Regions from separate parts of the Salmo salar genome. Here region 1 is linked to region 2. A link is a contact called in public Hi-C data. All regions are on one chromosome and are shown on one strand. Each heading gives the region's core, a stretch centred on a gene start, on an enhancer-like site or on the middle of the called end of the contact. The rest is flanking DNA. Distances are from core to core; before and after follow the strand shown.

What was found. A called contact is a pair of places that touch in the nucleus more often than the background predicts.
Region 1: a contact with region 2 is called in a Hi-C map of muscle, with 4 times the contacts expected there. The contact joins the promoter of mef2cb here to the enhancer-like site in region 2. A contact is called at or near these places in 2 of 3 Hi-C or Micro-C datasets (gill and muscle).

What each region holds. Positions count from the first base shown.
Region 1 is chrssa20:12,182,057-12,186,022 of Ssal_v3.1, reverse strand. It overlaps mef2cb (myocyte enhancer factor 2cb), which reads left to right and starts at 1,683. Exons shown (of 11, transcript XM_014160843.2): 1 at 1,683-1,940.
Region 2 is chrssa20:12,110,996-12,115,598 of Ssal_v3.1, reverse strand. All of the region lies in intron 3 of mef2cb (myocyte enhancer factor 2cb), which reads left to right. Among protein-coding and RNA genes, the nearest start is that of LOC106580135, 36 kb to the right of the region's middle. Within about 2 kb of position 2,523, at least 1 of the 13 cell types and tissues checked has an H3K27ac peak or open chromatin away from gene starts, as enhancers often do. A contact at or near this core is called in muscle, where this site is marked.

The DNA of each region.
Region 1 (3,966 bases), core at 434-2,933, 71 kb before region 2:
ACATACATACATACATACATACATACATACATACACACACACTATCCTTGTGGGAACCAAACAATTGATTCCCACTCAAAATCCTAGTTTCCCTCACCTTAACCCTAACTTAAACCCAAACCCCTAACCCTACATGTAACTCCTAAACCTAACCCCTAACCCTAATTCTAATTCTAACCCTAACTGTAACACTAAACCTAACCGCTAAGCCTAAAATAGCCTTTTCCTTGTGGGGACTGGCGAAATGTCCCTGCTTGTCAGAATGTTCCTTGTATTACGATCCTTGGGAGGACTTCTGGTCCCCACAAGGATAGTATAACTTAAACACACACACACACACACACACACACACACACTATAAAACACAAAATACTCAAAGAAACACATTCTCACACAGAGGGCCATGGTGTGGACAGACAGAGTCTTCAGACAGGCCAGACACGTCTTTGTTTAAGAGGGACAGTACGTTTGCTGGTAGCCCTACTAGCTCCTGCGATCCAGCACTGTACACTGTACCAGGCAAAACTGCCATAGAGTGCCAATCCCTCTTCCTCCTCCTCCACCTTGCCCAGACCAACAGACAGACAGCCAGGCTCCGGGGCTCGGTCTCCCCTCATTGGAGCAGACTCCTGTGGGGAGAGAGACAGGGGAGAGAGCTCAGGATCAGGCCTCCAAAGCCTGGCCCAATCACGGCGGGGGGGAGCCCCAGCCAAAACCAAGACGGCAGGACACCAGTTAGTGTTTGCGTGCGTACAGGCATGCGTGTGTTTTGTACTCTCTGGGAGTATGCTTTGCCTTGCAGACCAATGGAAAGAGCATACACTCTTGAACACAGAAAAGCTTGTAAAAGTTTGTAAATAATATTGTTTAATTCCTGTGATGACTCAACATCCTGTAGTGGTATTGTTCTGGACTCATATGGACTGTATCATACATTAGTATAAAGATTGTAGACAAAGAGATCCCCTCACTTAAAAAAACAGATTAGTGAATTTCCATTGTCCAGAATCATGTAAACAATATAACAGAATCAGATCAATACTAATGTGTTTGCACAAAGACAACAGCGTGATTCCCTAAACATCAGAGGACGCCAGTGCTTCAACCCAATCTTTAATAACAGTGTCCCCCTTTCTGTTCAGGAAAAATATTCATCCATATTTCACTAATATTTACAACATATCACCGCTCATGTAATATTATCCATCTGTACATCAGTTTTATTGATTTCAGTGGAAGCATGAAATAATATAGGAGTACCATTCAATATTGTTAGATTTTGAGATTGTAATATTTCATCACTGGAAAATAACCACGTAAAAATAAGTTCCTCTTCTGAACTCTTTTTTTGTGATTATTTAGTTGATACTAAGGCAAATTTCATTTCTTAAACTTTCTTCTTGCTGCTTTGGATGATTTTATCAGGTATTAATTTAACTATTTCCTGTATATTGTGGTTATTTAAAAAAATAGAAGACTGTAATTTGTTTTATTTTTTGTGCCCCTTATTGGACGGCAATATTATTTTGGGGGCAATAATCTAGCAAATATATGCCACCGCTGACAAAGGTCTGGGTGTCACTGATCCCTCAGAGGGCTAAATATACTCAGGAGTGACTGAGGCAGGTGGACTGGCTGGAGGGGAGAGGGGGACTTGGGGTGGGGGTGGGTGGTTGGCCAGAACAACTCCTGAGTTCAGTGTAGAAAGAGATCGGAGGCAAAACACAACCCAAAACTGGGGTTTCTGTTCAAAGCCAGCTGGTCTGGCTTTTATACATGCAGGACATTTTTTGTTTTGTTTTTCAGTTAACTTTTTACTCTTCTTTTACTTTTATCTCTAACATTTATCTATTTTTTTCCCACTTGTGACTGTTTGATTGAGCTAGCCTTCAATTGGTGCTGTAGGGTGATACTTCCTGGAGAAGCAAAGAACGGCACGGGTGAGTTTACAGAGCACAATCCCACCTTTCCCTTTCCCTCTCCATGGTGTACTGTAACTTTCTACTTGTGAAAAAATCAGGTTCTGGCAGTGGTACTCTTTTTGCCATAGAGTGGATGATGGCATGTTCCAAGCCACCAGCCATAAATGTGTCAAACAACTAACTCTCTTGTAATATAGTATTCGCATATTGTTAGTAAATTATTCATTTTGACTTTATTGAAAAGTGAAACAATAATTTTGTTGTGTTATCAAACCCATATGGACAGACAAGGGCAGATAATTGACGCTAGGTTGTTTTACCTTAGGTACTTACACTTAGTGCGTGACAGAGAACCAAGTGGATGGAAAATCTTAAGGGTTGAGCTATGCTGAAGTTGGAGATCGGGCAGTCACAAACAGCTGTTGCCAATCACTTCTGTGCGAGTGAATGGCCAATCGAGGCTCCTGTAGCTACATATGTCTACTTTTTACTTCTCTAAGGCATGAGAAAAGGTTTGACTATCTAAAGAAGAACTTAATAATACTGTGTTGTTTTTTTTGTTTTAATTCTTCAGTCAGTTTGGGTTATTGATCTTCCTCAGGTTAATTGCTAATAACACCTCACTGCGCAATCTGAAATACTCGTGTGCCTGGCTTCAACATGCTGTTTTCCTTACAAATGGCTTACACCTGCAAGGTAGCTACCTAAATGGCTGCTGCAGACTTCAATATCCATTTTTGTCACACAGATTAACACTAAGTAAGATATTACACGCTGAACTGTGAAACAAAGAGGAAATGTGTCATATTACACCAACTGAAGGGAGTTGATATTGAACCAACTGCCTCTCTGAAGGCAGGGGTAGACAAATGCACTCAATAGCAGGCAAACGTCCTAAAACAACCAGGAAGAATTCCATATCCAAACAAAAGTTTAGTTAGATTTTTATGGATGCTGAATGGCTTTGTTAAACTTTTTCTTCGGACATTTGATTTAAGGAAGTCATTTTTGTATGCCGATTGGGCATGATTAGGCTCCCAGAATTTTCTGGGAGCCTAACTTAGCAACCAGTTTAAATACAACTGTTGATGGCCCATCAGCAGGCAATTCAGTAACAGTAATATCTATTATAACAATTTAATAATATCCATAATAACAATAATAATAATAATAACACAATTACTGCAAATGAACAAATGCACATTTGTATAATGGTATACATTGTACCATTCTTATTTCTCCCACAAAGATGATTGGGTTAACCCAGAGTCATATAGTGTATTAACCTAGAGTCGATGTCCGTGCCCCCACGGAAATCGAATTAGCATAATATAAAAATCCCCACAAAAATCTGTCAGTTTAAGCTAGACATATCTGTTTTCTTTTGCATCAATCAACTGTTTTAGGACATCGCATTTCCGCATCGGCAGTGAAAGGTGACAGAGCTAGAGCTGTGTTTGTCAGACCATGAGACATCCTGAAAATCGGTCTTCTCACAAAACTGTCTTCAGTGTCTGAACGGTTTTGCCTACAAACTATGGAAAGATGAGACTCTCCCTCTATGGAAATATGAGACTCTCATGAACACGATGTGGTGTTCTCCGTTTTGCTCTACGATCCCCCAAAAATGTTTGGGACTCGTCTGAAGTTGGTACAGATGATTTTCTATCAAATACTTTTTTCATATATTTTTTTGATACTTCAAGGGATCTTAAAATTCTAAATCAAATTAAAAAAATTATCATTGGTATGACCTTCTTAAAACAATTTCATATAGCTTAGTAGTAGGTTCAGGCATACATTGTGAGGCACAACCTTTTTTCCTCTTAACATTAACCCTGAAGAGAGGAGACATCTCTTCAAACCAGTTTACAAAAATCTCTCTTCACTTACAAACTTTTTACCACCAAATTCCACCGCTTTGATCGGAAGCGGAGTTGAGGAAACCCTCTCTGCAGGGTGGCGAGCTCTCTTATGCAGGCATCTCTCTCCCTTTGAACCTCCAACCACCACCTCCATCTTGTCGCTTCTCTACCACCCTGTA
Region 2 (4,603 bases), core at 1,274-3,773:
GACCAAGGCCCTTCTCCCCCGATTGCTCCGTTTGGCCGTGCAACACAATCCTGTCTTGGAGCTCTACGGACAATTCCTTTGACTTCATGGCTTGGTTTTTGCTCTGACATGCACTGTCAACTGTGGGACCTTATATAGACAGGTGTGTAGCTTTCCAAATCATGTCTAATCATTTTAATTTACCACGGTGGGCTCCAATCAAGTTGTAGAGACATCTCAAGGATGATCAAATGAAACAGGATGCACCTGAGCTCAATTTCGAGTCTCATAGTAAAGGGTCTAAATACTTATGTAAATAAGGTATTTTTGTATTCATTTGTAATACATTTGAAAACATTTCTAAAAACCTGTTTGCACTTTGTCATTATGCGGTATTGTGTGTAGATTGATGAGGAAAATTATTTATTTAATCCATTTTACACTTTCCGAATGTACTGTGTTTACAAAAAAAGGATATTTCTTTCAGTTTTCACTGATCTTTACTTGATAAGGCCATAGTCATTGTCCATAATTTTGTAAGCTCTGCTCTCACCCAAAATCTATGCAGGTAATGTTGTTGGTCTTGAGGACCTTGCGAAACATCATCCGCCCATCTGTCACCATTGGTCATAAACACATTATTGAATGTACGCCTTAGCCGTCATACCACACTGCCAAGATAACACAGGGATAAGGCCACTGGAATGATCACCAGTTAAACACTCCTAAAATACGAGCCCAAGCCCCCACCTGGGCAAGGGTTGTCTCCAACAAGCAAACGAGAGAGGAGAGAGAGAGGAGAGAGGAGAGAGGAGAGAGGAGAGAGAGAAGAGAGAGAGAGAGAGAGAGATATGGTCAGGGTGTCAGAGTTCCCAATAGCCGAACCCTGGTATGGCTTGGGCTCTAGCGTCAGCTGTCCCTCACGCTGCGTAAACTAGAAAACAAAATAAACTGTAGTATACCCCTTGAAATACCCACCCAACATCACCCTGATTACAAAGTAGCATGTTCCAAGAAATAATATTATGCATTACATAAGTGTGCATTGCATTCATGGTTTTGTAATGCACCTTCAAAAAGCATATATTCTCAGCTTAGGGTGTGAGGTGGGGTGTGGATGTGAAGGGTACAGATGAAGAGGGTATGGTATGTAGGACACAGTGTCTACACTCCTCCTTCTGCACACAGGCCCCCTGACAGGCCGAGCCAGGAGGGAACATCATGAGGAAGGAGTTTAATTAGGAGCAAGCCTCCAAAAGGGAGAGACAGGGACAGAGACACAGAGCCAAGCAGCCGAGAAGTCTTTCCTCTCTCGCGTTCTTGCTTTCTTTCTCGATCTCTCTCTCTCTTTCAATCCCTCCTTTCCTCCTGTCTTGCTTCCTCTTTTTCTCATCTCTCTCTCTTTCTCTCACTTCAAAGTGTGTCCAGGATAGCCTATTTTCTGCTTTGTTAGATTGATCTCCACTCATCAATATAGCTTTGGACTGTGGATCATGGAGCTTTTATCTCCAACTGCTATTAAGATGTCAGCATCTTGATCTTCGTACCGAGGTATTTTTTTTCCCTCACAATTATTATTTTTAGATAGACAGACTGGAAACATTTGATGTAAGTGAAAATATGTGGGAATAAAACGGCGTAAATTTGAGCATTTGACGTGAGTGAGGTGTTTTATCACTATGTTTGCATTATCTACATATCCCCTGAACAGTTATTTTGTTTTCCTGACATTTCTTGACATGGTGTATTTATCTTTCTTTTTATATCGACTATGACTCCATTAGCGGGAAAATGTATAGTTTTACTTATCGTTTTTGAAACACTGGCCACTGATTTCCTCTCTTTTGAGATGATGTCAATGGATCTAAAACAGCAGGACATGATTGGAGCAGCAGTGGATGACGGAGTAGACTGGGTAAGAGAGGCAGGGAACTAAGGAGAGGTCAATGGGGCACAACGACAGAGACAGAGAGAGAGACAGAGAGAGAGAGAAGGCCTTCTATGGCCATGTCATGGCTGCATTGCCTCTGATTGGCTGCTGGGCTGGATGGCAGCACTTGGCAACAGGTGTGATGTCCCTGACAGGTGGGCATGTCTGGGATGAGTGGCATAGCGACCTTGCGCGGCACCCTTAAAAACTGCTGAGCCCCAGTGGAAAGCTAAGCCAAGGCCACATGCCTGAAAGTCATATAACACTCCCACCCTCCGTCCCACTACCTCATCAACACCCCCAGACAGGCCCACTGCCCCATATCAGTCACGCCATATGGGTCTCAAGTTTGTAGTACAGTTTGATACTGTACTACACAACTACACTAAAGACCAGAGCAAAGTACCAAAATATTTGAAAAAGGGACAGAGAGAGACACAGAGAGAGACACAGAGAGAGACACAGAGAGAGACACACAGAGAGAGACACACAGAGAGAGACACACACAGAGAGACACACAGAGAGAGACACACAGAGAGAGACACACAGAGAGGGACAGAGAGGCTAGTGAATCTTGACACACTACCTCACCACGAGACGCCTCTGGCATCAAACAGCGATCTCACAAACGAAGCCCTCAGTTCACTAAAACCACACTTTAAAAATAGCTTTATTCTCCTGACATCAGAGATGACTGAAGTGTTATTTGTTTTATAAACAGGCGGCTCACTCTTAGTCACTTCTATCAATTTACAGTAGTGCGCTTCTCTGCTTGCAACGACAAGCAGAGTGTCACACAAATGAGGAGAATAAAATGGTGAGATTAACTTATTTTAGCACCTCTCTCTCCCATTATCTCACTCTCTCCATTTGTCTCTAGCATTGAGACACACACACACACATATGATCACCATCAAATCTAAGCTGCATTAAAGATAATGTAATTACAGTGGTGGGTGTGATAGGGAGGGCCAGATGAAAGCAGCGTGAAGCGCCGCCGTCTGCTCAGACAGGAGTGGGTCTGTGATACTCCTCCTGTAGACTAATCTCCTTTTATTAAAGCCGGCCTCTGTGGAGGAGAGAGAGAGAGAGGGGAAGGAAGGGAGGGAGGGAGGGAGGGGATGGAGGTGGGTCTTTGATGGAAGCTCTAACTATCAGTTGCTACACCTTTCATTTCATTCCTTCACTCACTGTAAATCTAATCTACACAATATGGGACACATCTCTGCACTCAATACTGCAGTGTGTGTATGCACACACACACACACACACACACACACACACACACACACACACACACACACACACACACACACACACACACACACACACACACACACACACAAACAAACACACACACTATCTTGCTCAACCTCTTACGTCATGCAGATTGCTCAAGAGTAGGGTTGCAAAGGGAGGGTATTTTACTGGAAACTTTAGACGTTTACTAGTAAACTACCGGAATTTTGGTATCTTTCAAGGATTTTATGTAATCTATCACAAGACATCTAGTGGCCCTTTTGGGTACTTCCGATTATCACAGGTGTCTGTAATTATCTCTGGCCCTCTGTGTGGCATCATCACAGGTAAAATATATGAAATAATTGAATAAGATGATTTTAAAATAAATAATAGAATGACAAAGCTGTAAAACATTATCCGAAATATAAACCATCAACTTAGTGAATGCCATTGGTGTTTCAGCATGAAATTTCCTTTATAGATTTTTTTTTTACAAACTGTATTTATTTTACTCTATCAATATGTATTTGTTGTCAATGTTTTGGCATCAAACTGGTAGCAGTTGTGAAGAAAGTCAATAGTTGGAAGAATTGCAGAGTTAATTGAAAATAATGCCATTGCTGATTAGATGCTTTGTTCATTAATTAGGCTATTTTCTTGAACCATATGGTCTATCTACTAGAGACTCATGGACAATATGGACACAGATATAATAAATGAATGCTATACTGTATATGAATAAATTATGTGTGTTTTTTTCCCAGAGGACACTAATTTAAAAAAAAGAAGTGTTTTAACCCTATCCCAAACTGTAAACCTTACCTTAACCAATCAGAATGAGTGCTTAAATGTAATGTTTTAACCCTATCCAAAACCTGGATCAGAAGGTTCCGTGTTCCATCACAGTGGTGGACACTAGTTTTTAGTTTTTTAGTTTTAACCCTATCCTAAACCTTAACTCTTACCTTATCCATTCAGAATGAGTGCCTAAACTTTGTTTTAACCCTATCCAAAACCTAAACCCTTAACTTTCAAAATGTGATGTTTGGAGCAACTTTGAAAAGTGTTGTTTGGAGAAACGTCGTCTAATTCTGCAGTGAGACTGTGAGAGCTTGTTGCTTACATACCTAAACACACAAATTAAAACACACGTGCTGTAGATACACAAAAACAACACTTGCAGAGAAACGGTGTTAGATATAATTGTATCACTACCACTTTAGTGAGATACTGTATATCTTGGTCTAACGAGGGAAAGAAAGACAGCTCTTCTCTTCCCTTTCCTCCTTCGGTGGCATTGAGGGGGGGGAGTGCTGTGGCCACTGAAACAGGATCAGGTGGCCATCAGGTGGCCAAGAGAGAGATTGCTGCCTGTATACACAGTCTGTCAAACACACACTCTTACACTACCACAGACCTGCCACACACAAACCCAACGCACACATACATCTG